3 separate regions of the Mus musculus genome follow, and regions 1 and 3 are each linked to region 2. The links are chromatin contacts, called in public Hi-C and HiChIP or PLAC-seq maps. All regions are on one chromosome and are shown on one strand. The core of a region is the stretch at or near the end of the contact, and the rest is flanking DNA. Distances in the headings are between cores, read along the strand shown. Region 1 overlaps Cdh23 (cadherin 23 (otocadherin)). Region 2 overlaps Slc29a3 (solute carrier family 29 (nucleoside transporters), member 3). Region 3 overlaps Cdh23 (cadherin 23 (otocadherin)).

The links. A called contact is a pair of places that touch in the nucleus more often than the background predicts. HiChIP or PLAC-seq counts read pairs in DNA pulled down with a chosen protein or histone mark.
Region 1: a contact with region 2 is called in a Hi-C map of bone marrow-derived macrophages, with 21 read pairs. The contact joins two enhancer-like sites. A contact is called at or near these places in 12 of 39 promoter capture datasets (the C10 cell line, the HPC-7 cell line, cranial neural crest and 9 more), 3 of 484 Hi-C or Micro-C datasets (bone marrow-derived macrophages, colorectal tumor organoids and embryonic fibroblasts), 8 of 115 datasets of contacts at active chromatin or transcription factors (the HPC-7 cell line, bone marrow-derived dendritic cells, bone marrow-derived macrophages and 5 more) and 2 of 9 other capture datasets (adipose tissue and pancreatic islet).
Region 3: an H3K27ac HiChIP or PLAC-seq map of microglia shows a contact between it and region 2, with 5 times the contacts expected there. The contact joins two enhancer-like sites. A contact is called at or near these places in 5 of 39 promoter capture datasets (the C10 cell line, cranial neural crest, frontonasal cranial neural crest and 2 more), 1 of 484 Hi-C or Micro-C datasets (bone marrow-derived macrophages), 4 of 115 datasets of contacts at active chromatin or transcription factors (bone marrow-derived macrophages, embryonic basal ganglia, microglia and 1 more) and 4 of 9 other capture datasets (adipose tissue, embryonic stem cells, liver and 1 more).

What each region holds. Positions count from the first base shown.
Region 1 is chr10:60,406,325-60,411,142 of GRCm38.p6, reverse strand. Cdh23 (cadherin 23 (otocadherin)) reads left to right here. Exons shown (of 71, transcript NM_023370.3): 26 at 219-438; 27 at 1,976-2,128; 28 at 3,655-3,768; 29 at 4,710-4,818. It also overlaps a transcript of Vsir not described here. Among named protein-coding and RNA genes, the nearest start is that of Gm17455, 9.0 kb to the right of the region's middle. Within about 2 kb of position 3,057, at least 7 of the 459 cell types and tissues checked have an H3K27ac peak or open chromatin away from gene starts, as enhancers often do. A contact at or near this core is called in bone marrow-derived macrophages, where this site is marked.
Region 2 is chr10:60,736,397-60,741,195 of GRCm38.p6, reverse strand. The region is part of intron 2 of Slc29a3 (solute carrier family 29 (nucleoside transporters), member 3); the gene reads left to right. Among named protein-coding and RNA genes, the nearest start is that of Slc29a3, 14 kb to the left of the region's middle. Within about 2 kb of position 1,410, at least 80 of the 459 cell types and tissues checked have an H3K27ac peak or open chromatin away from gene starts, as enhancers often do. A contact at or near this core is called in adipose tissue, bone marrow-derived macrophages and microglia, where this site is marked.
Region 3 is chr10:60,369,491-60,374,032 of GRCm38.p6, reverse strand. All of the region lies in intron 39 of Cdh23 (cadherin 23 (otocadherin)), which reads left to right. Vsir (V-set immunoregulatory receptor) reads right to left here. Exons shown (of 7, transcript NM_028732.4): 7 at 1,349-4,542. Among named protein-coding and RNA genes, the nearest start is that of Vsir, 25 kb to the right of the region's middle. Within about 2 kb of position 2,207, at least 103 of the 459 cell types and tissues checked have an H3K27ac peak or open chromatin away from gene starts, as enhancers often do. A contact at or near this core is called in adipose tissue, bone marrow-derived macrophages and microglia, where this site is marked.

The DNA of each region.
Region 1 (4,818 bases), core at 1,808-4,307, 330 kb after region 2:
GTCCATTTAGACTAGAGATCACCTGAGAGGCTCCCAGCTCTGATACCCTACTAAGTGTGGGCTGTCCTGGGGACAGTAGCCAGGCCTGAGGCTCGGCTTGCAGGGAGCAGGGGTGTCCGATGCACCAAGCTCTGGTTAGTAGGGAGGGAGAGGCCACTCCCAGGAAGGAAGTGCCTGTCCCAATGCCTGCCCCCTCACCAGTCTCTGCTTTCCCCCAGGTGGTGGCCATCGATCTGGACGAGGGCCTGAATGGACTGGTGTCCTACCGCATGCAGGTGGGCATGCCCCGCATGGACTTTGTCATCAACAGCACCAGCGGTGTGGTCACGACGACAGCCGAACTGGACCGGGAGCGCATCGCCGAGTACCAGCTGCGGGTGGTGGCCAGCGATGCTGGCACACCTACCAAGAGCTCCACCAGCACCCTCACCGTCCGAGGTGAGGGGCGACTCCTGCTAGGAACTGGGTCTGGGACGGTGTCACTGACCGGCCATATAGCAGCCATTGGGCTCCCTCTCCAGTGGGAAGCCCCACAGTCCAGTCCTGACTGTCCCTAATATGTTCAAAATGGTCCCTGAGCTTGGTCCACACCTGAGCACTGCTTTCAAGCCCAGAGCCCCACCAAGGCTCTTCTCCCTCCTAAGCTCCCATCACAGGAGCTACAAAGAGGGTCAGAGCTGATGCTGTTCTAAGCAAGCCTGTCATCTTAGGAAAGCCAGTGCTTATTCAGATGTAAAGAAGACCCCCTGTTCTATGGGTGTGGAATCATAGGGCTTCCTATGGAAGGGTATGGATGTGATGGGTATGGATAGGAAGGGTATAGGGAGAGGGTCGCTAGGAGCCTCCACTCCCAGATTCTTCACCCCTTGGGGCCAAATGCCATTATGCCCACCTGCATGATGAAATACAATTTCCCATCTGTATGGGTTTTAGCTCTGAGAAAGATGGAGACGTTGACAGTGTGTGGATGGAGGCAGGAACGAGCCTGAGGACATACGTGCAGGGCTTAACCTGGCATGGCCGCCCTGGCTCTCTATCCAGAGGGTGCATGGAAAGAGACCAGCAGTGAGCCTAACACAGACACACAGCCTGGTCCTCCTCAGTCGAGACCTGGCATAGCAAGGGTCTCAGAGCCAGCTGTCCTCTCTCCTATGGATACAAGACCCCCTTATTGATGGCAGGAGCCAGTTTGGGGGCCTACTTCATCACCAAATAATCAGTATGAGGTGACTTCCTCTTCAAAGAGGACCCTCAAAGAACCTCTTCCAAGCTCAGCAAAAACCATAGATAGTAACAATGGCCTGTCACCTCTCCCAGCGATACCAACAGAGAGCAGGGGAGGCCATGTCACTTGTAAGGGTCACCCTAAGCCCCGTATACCCAAGGAGGAGTGGCCAGCTGTGAAGGCTGGACACACAAATATTTAAGGGAAATTAAGTTTTTAGAAAGGATAAACTTCAGAGCCAGCTTCCTAGGATCCCCCAAATCCCTCCCTCCATCTATGATCGAGTTCCCCAAGACCATGACCCCTCCATTGTATTGCTATGTGACTGTAGACAAGTTATCCAACTGCTCTGGGCTTCTGTCCTCCCACCTAGAGTGTGGCTGGTAATGCCCACCTCAGAACGATGCTGGGAGGAGAGGCGTGGCTGTGGACTGTGTAAGACAGCCACATTGCTGTTGTTGCTATTGTTGTTGTTGTTGTTGTTAAGTGCCTCCTGGGGGTGGGGATGCTCTGTGCTCCTCTCAGTCTGACAGTCAGGGATAGATAGTGTGGTAGGGGGAGTGCTAGCTCTGGTCAGTTTGAACCTAGATGACTTAGCCACCATACAGGCCTCCTGGACTCATAACCAGACAACACTGACACATAAGCCCCCCTGGAGCCCACAACCCACCTTGGAAACCCTTGCAGTATGGCCCCAGCCATCTACAGCAGGAGCCAGGGCCTGGGCTAGCGTGTCCCTTCAATTTTCAGTGTTGGATGTGAACGATGAGACTCCCACCTTCTTCCCTGCCGTGTACAACGTGTCCGTGTCTGAGGACGTTCCCCGTGAGTTCCGCGTGGTCTGGCTGAACTGCACAGACAATGACGTGGGCCTCAATGCGGAGCTCAGCTACTTCATCACAGGTACGGCCCTTGCTGCCTGGCAGGGACCTGGACCAGGGGGAGGGGGTGGCAATCAGCCTCAACTTCCTTGCCCCCCCCCGCCCCCAAGGGCTTGCTGGGAGTTTTGAGGCTGAAGGTGTGCTGGGCATGGGCAGAGGGGACAGAGTGTTGCCTGGGGCGTCCCTTCACCCCACTTCAGAAGGCAGTCACTACAGGAATGTGGCTTCATCCCTCCTCGGGGACTCATAAAATCTGTTGGTTGAGATGGGTTTGGTTTGGGCTGGAACATGTTCAATAGAGTTGTGGCTAAAGCTGATAAGGCCCTGTCCTGGCTCTCTGGAGAAAGTGAACCTGCCACGGAGGTAGACCCCGTGGGAAAAGACAAACATGCTCTATGGTTGTCACCTCACGAGCTATAACCGTTTTCCTCTTTCTTTGATGCCTGACCCACCTGACAGGCACTAGGACACACATCCCTGTAACCCTCCCATACCCACCTTCTTTCTGCTTACGAGCCACCTGAAGCCACGTCACACTATACTACATCTATGTGTACATACCTGTACACATATGCAGCATACACACTACCCTCCCTGTCACCTCTCCTCAGCAGCAAGGGATCCCAGGTTCTCCCCTCCTTTCCTCTTCACTCCCACCTCCTAGCCCAAAGACCATCCCAGGAAGCCATAGTTGGTGAGGCACCCACATGACATCAACCGAGAGCTTCTGCCGCTAACACTAATTGCTCTTTATTTCCTGCCTGCCCCATGCAGAACTGGGTTCTGTCTCTTGCAGAAGACACATTAGACTGGGAGGAACCTTCTGGGTCTTTCCTCTCAGAGGCAAGCCATGTAAAGAGCACCTGTAAAGGGACTCTACCTGCTCACCTGCCTTGAGCCCTTCTAGATTGTCAATCTCTGTAACCAGTTGTTCCGAGCACAGTACAATGGCTCCCTCTGCTGGCTAGAGTGCTGTACTGCAGCCTGCTCACACAGGCGGCGTCTCTCCCTCTCTGGTCTCAGACAGTCCCTTCCCTGGCTCCACCCAACAAGGGGACCGCCACTCAAGGACACCAAGCCCACCTGTCTCCTGTCCACATGCTCCTCTATGCCATTCTGAATTCCCGCCTAGAGAGCTGTAGTCCTTTCAGCCCCTCACTATCCCTAAAGATGAGGGTCCTGGGAAATTCACACTTGTACCCCAGTCAGGCCTGAGCCATGTGTAAAATGTCCCTTACCCAGGTCAGCTGTTCAGCCTCCTCTGGGAGAGATGCTAGGGCAACATGGGCAGGACCCACGCTCCAAAGTGAACATACAGGAGGAGCACAGGACAGGATACAGAACTGCAGATCAAGTGGAGGTTAAAGGAACTAGTCCATAATTGGAGTGCCTGGCACACAGTAGGTGCTCATACAAGCTGCACCCTCTACCTGTAAGAGCATCCTCTGAGGGATCCTGTGCAGGTTCCCACTCAGGAGGAGAGTCATGGTGCGTCACTTTGTAGAACTCTGCTGAACAACCCAAGTCTTCCTTCTCTTCTGCCTGCAGCGGGAAACGTGGATGGGAAGTTTAGTGTGGGCTACCGTGATGCCGTGGTGAGAACCGTAGTCGGCCTGGACCGTGAGACCACGGCTGCGTACACACTGGTGCTGGAGGCCATAGGTGAGTGCTAGCTGTCGTGCACACTGCCCACATGGCTGTTCCAGGCAGAGTTTACCCTGGGGAGCCCGGCTTAGAGTCAACCCTCTGCCCCGAGGCTAGTGAAGAAAGGCCCCCACACTCACAGGGCACTGTGGGGTGAGTGACTACCCCTCAGTGGCTATCATGTGCTCCCAACTATAAAGAAGGGTAAAGCCACATGCAGGCCAATAAGTAGACTCATGGCCACTCTGCTGGAAAGAAAAAATGTCTTCATCAGAAGGTGGCCAGGAGGAGACTGGATTCCATGCCCTGGGCAGAGCTACAGACACCCCGAACCCCACCCCCAGCCTCTGGGAAGAACTCTTCCTTGCTCCTCCAGGTCCCGTGGCCTTGGGGTTCCTTGGCTCATGCCCCACCCCTCACCTGACCTTCTCTTTGCTGGTGGTTGGTTTTTGAGACAAGCAATACTCAAATAACTGGTCTCTAATAATCCTCCTGCCTTGGCTTTCCTTGAGGAGCTACAGGCACGCACTGTGATCAGAGTACAGAACCTTCTAAGTCACTGAATCACTGGTTAAATGGCTAGGGGGACTGACCTCCCTTCAAGATCTTCAACTTAATTATGTCTCCATAGGCCCCTTTTATGAAATGAATAGTGTGCCTAGGCTCTGAGGATCTGACCGTTCATCCCACCTTCTTTAGTGCCCTGCTTAGCTCAGCTGTGCATTGGGATGGAGAATCCTGCCTGCTTCCCTAGCTTGTTGTGAAGACTGAATGAGCCAGACAAGGCTCTCCCTGGGATGTGGCATTATGTCAGCCCCAGGATATCGTTAGTGGTGTTGATGGTCCAGAAGGGCAGTGAGCCACCATCCCTTGAGGCAGATGAAGGACTGTGTAACTCTGGCTGATGGCCTGGCATACAGAGCTTCTAATACCTTTTCTTCACCCCTCACCCTCCACAGACAATGGCCCTGTAGGCAAGAGGCGCACGGGTACAGCCACCGTGTTTGTCACAGTTCTGGATGTGAATGACAACCGGCCCATCTTTCTGCAAAGCAGCTATGAGGCCAG
Region 2 (4,799 bases), core at 161-2,660:
GGCTGGCTTCGAACTCAGAAATCCACCTGCCTCTGCCTCCCAAGTGCTGGGATTAAAGGCGTGCACCACCACCGCCTGGAGGTCGATGTCTTTTTAATGTGGTTCATCGTTGTGAGTGAGCGGAGAGCAAAGCCAATTAGAGGCTTTGTACAAACTCAAAGTACTTTTCTTTTTTAAGATTTGTTTTATTTTATATATGTGAGTATACTGTTGGTCTCTTCAGATACCAGAAGAGGGCTTTGGACCCCATTACAGATGGTTGTGAGCCACCACGTGGTTGCTGGGAATTAAACTCAGGACCTCTGGAAGAGCAGTCAGTGCTCTTAACCACTAAGCCGTCTCTCCAGCCCCAGAGTACTTCTCCTAAGGGCAGTCTTCAGCTGAGAAAGTTCTGCAGGGACAGTGGAGGGTCTGGGTTTCCATTAGATTGTCAGTGGTGTGTGAGCGTGAGTGTGTGTGTGTGTTTGTGTGTGTGTATGTCTTTCTCTGTGTTGGTGTCTATGTGTCTATGTGTGAGTGAGTATATCTCTGTGTGTCCATGTGAGTCTGTGTGTGTGTCTGTACATGTTTGCGTGAGTGTATGAGTGTGTCTCTGTGTGTCTGTGTGTGAGTGAGTGTGTCTGTGTGAAGTGTATGTGTGTGTCTGTCTGTATCTCTGTGTTTACATGTGTGTTTGTGTGAATGTGTCTGTGTATGAGTGTGTCTCTCTGTGTGTCTATATCTGTGTTTGTGTGAATGTGTCTGTGTGTGTATGTGTCTGAGTGAGTATGTCTTGTGTGTATGTATGTCTGTGTGAGTGTGTGTGTCTATATGAGTGTGTGTATGTGTCTGTGTATGAGTATGTGTCTGCTGTGTATGAGTATGTGTGTGTGTCTGTGTGTGTGTGTATGAGTATGTGTGTGTGTCTGTGTGTGAGTGTGTATGTGAATGAGTGTACACATGTGTGTGCACCTGAATACGGTCACAACCTGTAGCTCTGACCACCACATGAATCTTCAGAGAAGTTTGTGGCCACAATGGAAACGCTGTGTGTGTAGGAGGAAGCACCTGGCAGGGCTAGCAGAGAGGCCCTGAACAGCCATGTCTCAGGCATGGCCCTTGTCCCTCAGATACATGGGCCCCACCTAGGGTCTATAGAAGCTGCCCTGTGTAGACATGGCTAAATGAGTTATAGGGGTTTTCTAAGGCCACCTTCCAATGTCCCCATGGCTTAGGAAGAAGAGAGACAAGCAGACTTGGACACTCATAGTGACTGTCTCTGGTGTGTGTGTGTGTGTGTGTGTGTGTGTGTGTGTGTGTTTCTCAGGCTCCTTTTTCTCTGGTCCTTCCTTCTGTGCCCCCCACCCCCCAGCCACTGTTTGGCTGGCTGTTTCCGGAGCGGGAGGAATAGAAAGAGGAACAGGAGAGATGTTGGCTTGTCCTACTGGGGCCTAGAGAAAGCTTGGCAGGGGTGGAGTGGGGTGGGTAGAAAGCACACTGCTGTGTTATACCTCCTCCTGAGGCAGGAGGATCATGGTTTGGGAGAGCCAGCCTTGGTTTGTGGGTTTTACTCTTATTAGTGAAGAGGAGCTTTGTGTCCATCTTTAAAAGTGAAGACATTAGCCAGGTGGTGGTGGCGCACGCCTTTAATCCAAGCACTCGGAAGGCAGAGGCAGGTGGATCTCTGAGTTCCAGGCCAGCCAGGACTATACAGAGAAACCTTGTTTTGAAAAACAAAAACAAACAAACAAACAAAAAAAGAGTAATGAGGGCAGGAGAGATGAGGACCTGAGGTCAGAGTCCCAGTACACACATAAAAATCCCACATGAGCAGTACGTGCGTGTAACTGCAGCCTTGAGGGAATCCAGGGTGCTTGCCAGCCAGTCTAGCCAAATCTGTGACCTCCAGGTTCAGCAGGAGACCCTGACTCAAAAATAAAATGAACACCTGGCATTGCCCTCTGACCTTCACACTCATAAATACCCATAAGAACACATACCACCCATGTATATATGTGTGTGTAAAATGAGATGAGACAGGGCCAGCCTGTAAAATCATCCTGTGAGGTCCCTGATACAGAGATCAAATACTTCAGGCTTGCCGGGCCCCAGGATACTCAGTAAAGCTACCATCGCAGGCAGGAGTGACAGGTGGGACCACATCCCTGTGTTTGCAGAAGGATGAGGGCCACCCTTGGCCCTCAGACTGGCTTTAGCCTACCTGTGTTGGTGCTACAGGCCTGGGCACAGATCAGCTTGTACAGGGTTGGGAGGTGCGTGTGGATGCCTCCCAGATGGGGCAGGTCTTTCTCTCTAACCCCACAGCCTGTCAAACTGGGAGGCTGGAACCAAGGCTCCGGGGAAGAACATCTTGCAGCCTTTGGGGTCTTAGGACCCTTGGCACCCCTGGGTCTGCCTTCCCCTCCCCCACCTCGTGTGCACAGCCTCTCTTTTAATGTGTGCCCTATGCTTTGGATATGAAGTTTACCTCCCTTCAAGGAAGGAAGATCCAAGACTTCCTTTCCAAATCAGGGCTCACCCCAGGGCCCTAAGGCTACCCTAGATCAGAGCGGGACTCCTGGACTCACTGTGGAAGGTGTAACAGATGATGTCAGAAGCATGAGGCTAGAGATGACCTGGCTGGGGGGGGGGGGGGGCTGGGACCCCATGCAGGAACAGTTTCCCATGGCAGCTTGGGAAGAAGGCAGGCAGAGCTCCCTACAGGGAGGACAGAGCCAAGGCTTTCTAGGAGTGCTAAGAAAAAGGAAGTAAAGAGCTGGCGGGGAGGGGGGCAGTGAGGTCAAAGTACCTTTTTTTTTTTTTTTTTTTTTTTTTTTTTTGGTTTTTCGAGACAGGGTTTCTCTGTATAGCCCTGGCTGTCCTGGAACTCACTTTGTAGACCAGGCTGGCCTCGAACTCAGAAATCCACCTGCCTCTGCCTCCCGAGTGCTGGGATTAAAGGTGTGCGGCCACCACGCCTGGCTTTTTTTTTTTTTTTTTTTTTTTTTTTTTTTTTTTTAAAGCTCTTGACCCACAGAGAAGGAAGAGCCAGCCAACAGAAATTGGGAGTCAGGCGGTCTTGTGCAATGGCTCGGCAGCAGAGGGAAGAGAGACAGTGATGGGGAGGGAAGAAGGAGTGCTCCCCTTCTGGTGGGGAGGGAAGAAGAAGTGCTCCTGCCTCCATGCAGACAGGGAAAGTAGGGCCTTCCAGGAGACTGGGGAGCTCTGCTGATCGTCTGGAAGGAACTATAAAGTATGGACAGGGACAGAGGCTAGGGAAGCCTTGCTCTTTGGAGAACAGATTTAGTCTCAGTTCATGTTGACCTTGGGCTATCTTCATAGCCCAAGATAGCCCAAGGGGTCAAGGTTTCCAGGGCTGAGGGAACCATTTGATTGGGCCTCCCCATCCTTAGGGACCTATGGTGACATATGGCTGGCTGCAGTTTTTTGAGGCTTTCCCATCTCTCCTCTGGACCCCTCCCCAGCCCCCTCAACCCCACTTGGAAGTGGCACAGCCACCAAGCATGTCCCAGTCCCATGTCCCCTCCATGGGACCTCAGGAGCACAGGAAGCCACTGTCTTCCCTCTGTTTACCTCTCAACTTGTCCAGATGGGAGTGGGCTGTTCCAGGATGAGGGTGCATCCTTAACACCCCAGGCCGTGGAACCAGACAGCTGAAGGCAGGAGCCTGCATGGCCAATCGTTCTTGGCTGCAGCCCGCTCACTGCTGCTAATTTCATGGCCCTGTGATCCAGGTAACGCTCTGCCGCCCTGAGCTACCATCCCCGGGCTGGAATCACTTTCCTTACCCTGCAGGAGCCCAGCTGCCTCCTCCACTGCAGACCTGAGGTGGGGGGGGCAACGCAGAACTGTTTGGTGACAGTAGTTTCAGATTCCGAGGCCGCTGAGGCTCGTGACTAATGTACTCTGCTTATATCAAAGGGCCCAAATGGCATTCCGAGGAGAGAATTTTACCCAAGGCCTGCCAGAGATAAACAGGCTCATTTCAGGGCCTCCCTGCCCAGAGAAACCTTCTTACCTGGACCCTGAGCCCAGAATCAGATTCTTCCAGAAGAGCAGCTTTAGCACGGGGCCTCTCAGCGAGGTGGCTGGAGGAAGTTCTCTGCTGGAAAATGGCCTCACATCTGGCCGGCTGGCTCCGCTAGGCTTTTGAATTCCATTTGAAGAGTGGTCCTCTGGTTCCTGGCTTTCACACCGGAGGACAGCAGATGAAAATGGCTCTCCTTATCACACTGCCAGTGAAGCACGTACCCCCTGCCCTGGCTAGGAGTGGCCTGTGCACACTCATGGGCCACTGGGAGACTGCTGGTACCAGCTACTCCTCAACCAGGCTCTGTCCATAGTTGGGGGTCTGTCACTTACCTACCTTGGAGGTTTAGGGGGTGCTGACGCCATCGGGAAGAAGGTTGGAAATCTGCCCACTGCTGTTCACCATGCTACCCTCAATCCAGCATGGTTTTGTGGTGCCGGGCACAGAGTGTAGGGTCTCACATATGCCAGGCAAGCACTCGGCCACCGAGCCACACTCCAGCCCATCTGTCCTCTTGAAAGTAATCTCTGCTTGACCACTCACCACTTCCATCTATCCCCTGGGGCCAATAGAGGCAAGAGTTTTCTTTTTAACACTGTGTAGAGCTCTTAGCCTGTGTAAATACCCATTGTACGAGGAGAGACAGTGCCTACATTCCTGGTCACCCCACAGACAAAGAGGAGAGGTATCAAGCCCCAACATTTGCTGCCTTGGGGCAGAAGAATATGACAGTCCCTATAGGAAGAGTGTGACTTGCATAGATCGTCTG
Region 3 (4,542 bases), core at 958-3,457, 370 kb after region 2:
TTTAGGAGAGAGGGTGGCCTCTTTGACATATGAATGACAGCCAGCAGCAGGAAATACCATCCCACAGTCCCAGATAACCCTGACTTCCCTGGTTACAGGGGAGAAAATCTGTACGCACCCAGTTCCCAGGCCCTGGCAGTGGCTCTAAGGTGGGCTGTGAGCTGGGAACACCGCCCTAGCAGTTCATCACATTCTGTAAAGTGAGCCTCTGCAGCCAGGACCCTAGCTTCCCAGGCTCTGCCCACTCCCCACCCCACCCCTACCCTAACCATTTCCATGTGTTCACATCAGGCAGGCTTATCTGTCCCGGGCCAGCAAGAGTAACCACGCTGACCTTTCTAATTACTTGTGTTTTTAATCAAATATGCTGCAGGAGAACAGGATGGGCAGTCGTTCAAGCAGCACCTGCAAGTCAGCTTGCTTGTTGGGAGACACTCTGCCACTTCCCAGATGTTGACACACAACTGGCTGGGCTTCTAGGGTTCACGGTCAGAGCAAGGTCTCTGTTCCCTTACCTTTTCCCGGATGCAAACAGGTACAGTGCAGGGACTCTGTGTCTACCAAAAATCCCCAGGCAGGAAAGGGGCATAGTAGGGGTGTAGAAGAAGCCCCCACACTAGCTGTGAGAAGGCCAGAGAAGACAGAGCATAAATAAGAATATATTCCTGGTATGGCTTGAATGTAATAGTAAACTTGTGGGGTCAAGTTCATCTCTCAGCAGCCCAGCATGTACAAGTTGAAGGTGATAGCAGGTTAATGGACAAGAAGGCTGTTTGGTTCAATGACAGGAAAGGAGCTAGGCCTGAGAGGCAAGAGAACCAACATTAGTCCCACCAGCCACAAAACATGTGCCTTTCAGAACCACCATTTCCTTCTGCATTAAACAGGGATGGTAAAGACTCTTGCTTGGGGGTGGAGGAGGCTCAGCAGATACAGTGCTTGGCACGCACACATGAGGAACCAGAGTTCAGATTCCCAGCACCCACAGGCCGCGTGTAGTCTATAACCCCAGCAGTTCGGGGTAGGGTGGGACAGGTACAGGCAGGTCCCCAGAGCTCGGTGCTTAGCTCCAGATTCACTGAAGGGTCTGCCGAAAAGAAAGTGGAACACTAACGAGTCAGCTCAGCTCTACTTACAGAGGATCCACATGGCAGCTCACAACTATCTATTCCCTAACTCCATTCCCAAGTGATCCATTGCCCTCCCGGCCTCCACCGGTGCCTAGCATACATGTGATGCTCTTAGAGACATGCAGGGCAACAAAACAAAACAAAACAAACAAAAAAACAAAACAAACAAAAAACATGCACATAAAATTTTAAAATAAATGCTAAAAATACACAATGGTGGAGTTGGAAAAATAGCTCAAGTAGTTAAGAGCTGACTTTTAATTTGTTGCTCTTGCAGAAGACCCAGGTTTGATTCCCAGTGCTCACACTGTAGCTCATAGCCACCTGTAACTCCAGTTCCAAGCGTTCCAGCAGGCATGTACGTGACACCTATGCATGTATTCAGGCAAAACATTCATATAGTAAATAAATCGTAAAAAAAAAAAAAACATACATTGCAAAGGAATGGAGGAAGACACCCAGTGATTTCTGACTTCCATATGCACACACAAAAACATATATACACGCAAACATCATATATATACACACAGAAAGGCTTTCAAGACTGATATGGAGACAGATGTCAAATAAACAAGAACACACGTGGAAATCTTTTGGGAAGCATATTTTAACCAAAATGATTAAGACATGGCATTCATACTGCCACTTCCCTTCCTGAGTCCAAGGCAGGCATTACTAATCAATCTCAGAACTTTCTTATCAACTGTATCCTTAGCAGAATTCCTCTCACCATATTTTCCAGGAAGCCACACCCAACAGATCAGAACCCAGTGAAATGTTTATCCCCTGGCAATAATGCCATTATAGAGATCTTCACTGGCCCAGACAAAGCTAGATCCCCAGAGTGGAATCCTGAGGTCCTGGTTCAAGCCAGTTACCCAAGGACTCTGTCAGCTATCTGCTCCCCAGGCTGGCATTAATCCTCACCCTCCCAGGACTCCCAGGACTCGCACTCATGGTGGAGAAGGAAAGTGCCAGGGTAAAGCAGCAAGCATGCAGAACATGAGCCAGATGAGCCGTATTCTCTGTGATCTGGGACTGGCACTCAGCTGGGCTGTCTGTGTTTCAAGAGACTTTTGCACTGCCCTCCCTTCCCCCCATCCTGCCTGGCACCCTCCTCCCCCAGTTCCTCTTTTGCCTATTTTAGTTCCCTGAGAAATTTTTAGTTCAGCTCCCACCATGGCAGGTTCAGCGCTGGCATGGACACTGCTCTAGCTCACACCCAGGAAAGCCTTTTCCAGGAGGGAGCATCCTAACAGTGCCCAGGTTAGGAAAGACAAAGGGCCCTCAGCAGCCCGTAGCCTAGCCGCCTCCTCCAAGTCCTCCGGGGAGCAGTTCTCAAAGAAGGAGCTAGCCCCTTCCAGGCCTCTCAGCCCCTTCTCCGCCTCTTCCTGGCAGAAGTAGGGTAGCCCCGGGGTTGCTCTTTTGAGAAGTTGGTCCAAGGCACACTACAATACTTCAGCAGGGTCAGCTCGGTCCACAACAGCTACCAGTGGCCCTTTGGCTTGTCAAGAAGCCCCTGCTTTATCAGACACCTTTCCTCCTGGTTTCTCCCATCCCAGGCCCAGGGAGAGCTTCATCGGAGATAGGTAGAGACCCTCCAGAGATAGATAAAGCACCCGCTCCAAATTTCTGATGGATTCCGTAAGGATCAATTACCTCCTCAAAATACAGACTTCGCTCTCTAGGCTTTTGCTGGTACCAGGAACCCAATATGGCCCTTGAGGCTACAGGGCTCCTCCCTCCTCTTGGGGAACTCAGTTCCCCACTGTGTCTCATTGCCACCCCATCTTTTGCCCCAAGGGCTAGCACCTCAGGGCACCTCCATTTTCCACCCTAAGATCCTGCAGCTGTCTCTACAGCAGCAGCAAGGTGGTAGCACCCAAGTTCATGGATGTAGACAGAACCCGGACCACACAAAACTTCACCCAAAACAGGAAACCACCAAGCTGACATGCCTTTGCTTGCAGGGTCCCAAGAAGAAGAGACTTAGAGCCCTACAGGAGGAAGCTGGGCAGGAAGCGAGTGGTTCTTCTGCTGGGGGCCTCCTCTCCTTTCCACGGAGCTGCAGCCATGCAGGGGTCCCCACAGGCAAATTCTTAGAAGTCATCTGAGTGGTGAGGTCTGAAGCTTAGGGCTGGAGACAGGTCAGGCTCCCCCAGGGGACAGGCTATACTCATCGTTCAGCTGGTCTGTGGGTTCTAGTCTTTGACTGGCCTCACAGCCCTGCCACTGAACAGCTGGCAGTTCGCCAGGCCATTATCCCCAAAGCCAAACAGAACAACACATTCTGTCTATAGTAACTGCATAGATCTAGAGCAATGGATGGTGCAGAAGAGTGGACCCTGAGGATAAAACAGGGGTCATGGCTTTGATGCCCTGGCCACCCCGACACTCCTATGATGATGATACAAAGCCTCTAAGGATCCCCAAGCCCCAGGTATAACTGGCATCCCACATCTTGGACCTCATCAGACAACTTGTCTGGGTCCCCAGCAGATAGCTTATTGCTGCTTCCCGGCCTGAAACTCTCTCTTCTCTCCCCACCCATCTGTCCTCAGGGAATGAATGGGGTTCTCCCTGGCTGCAGGCCCAGAACAGGAGCTTTCCTACCCATGCCCAGTTCAGCCCAGCCAGTGGAAGCTGCAAGAAGACATATGGTACCACTGGGCTGCTGCTCTCCCAGACTTAGAGCTACTTTCCCTCTAGAGACTGGAGAGTGATCTGCCCAGCCGTATCCCTCCTCACTCTCAAACATCAGCTGCCCATCCCTACCTCACAAGAACTACCCTTTCTTTTCATGCTTTAAAATCCTTTCTGAAGACTCCCCCTGTGTGCCCAGGTCATGCCAAACCCTGGAGATGAGAGCCAAGAGTAGTATCGGACCAGGGGCAAGCTCTTCTGTGTGCCTGAAGGTCACCCTGAGGTGAGGCTCAGAAGAAGAGTGGTCAGAAGCGGAGTGATCCCTAGGCCCTCACTGAAACTCCCATCCCTATCCCCATACCGGGCCCTGCACCTCCAGGGCCTTAAAGCCAGTGCCTCCAGTCCACTCAGCTGTTGGCAGCCATTGCCACATACTGTTTTTAATAGCATCTCTTTCACACTTAGAAATGGTCCAGCATCACTAGGACATTGTGGAGGTCGGTCACCTTTGCCACTGCTCCACACTGAATAGTGGTAGTGGTGGATGACAAGGACAGGAAGGGAGCGTGTTCCCCTCATCATCCCCATCATCCTCTCGCCACCCTCCCTCCGTGTCCACTGGTCCAGGCCTCACATTGCTCAAGACACTAATGAGCTCACAGTGGTTCCTGAACCTGACATGTACTTCCTGTTTCAAAGCCTCTGGCCACTGAGCTCTGTGGACGGCCATACAGGTAATGAGAGCCCAGAGCCACGAAGCTGGCAGGCC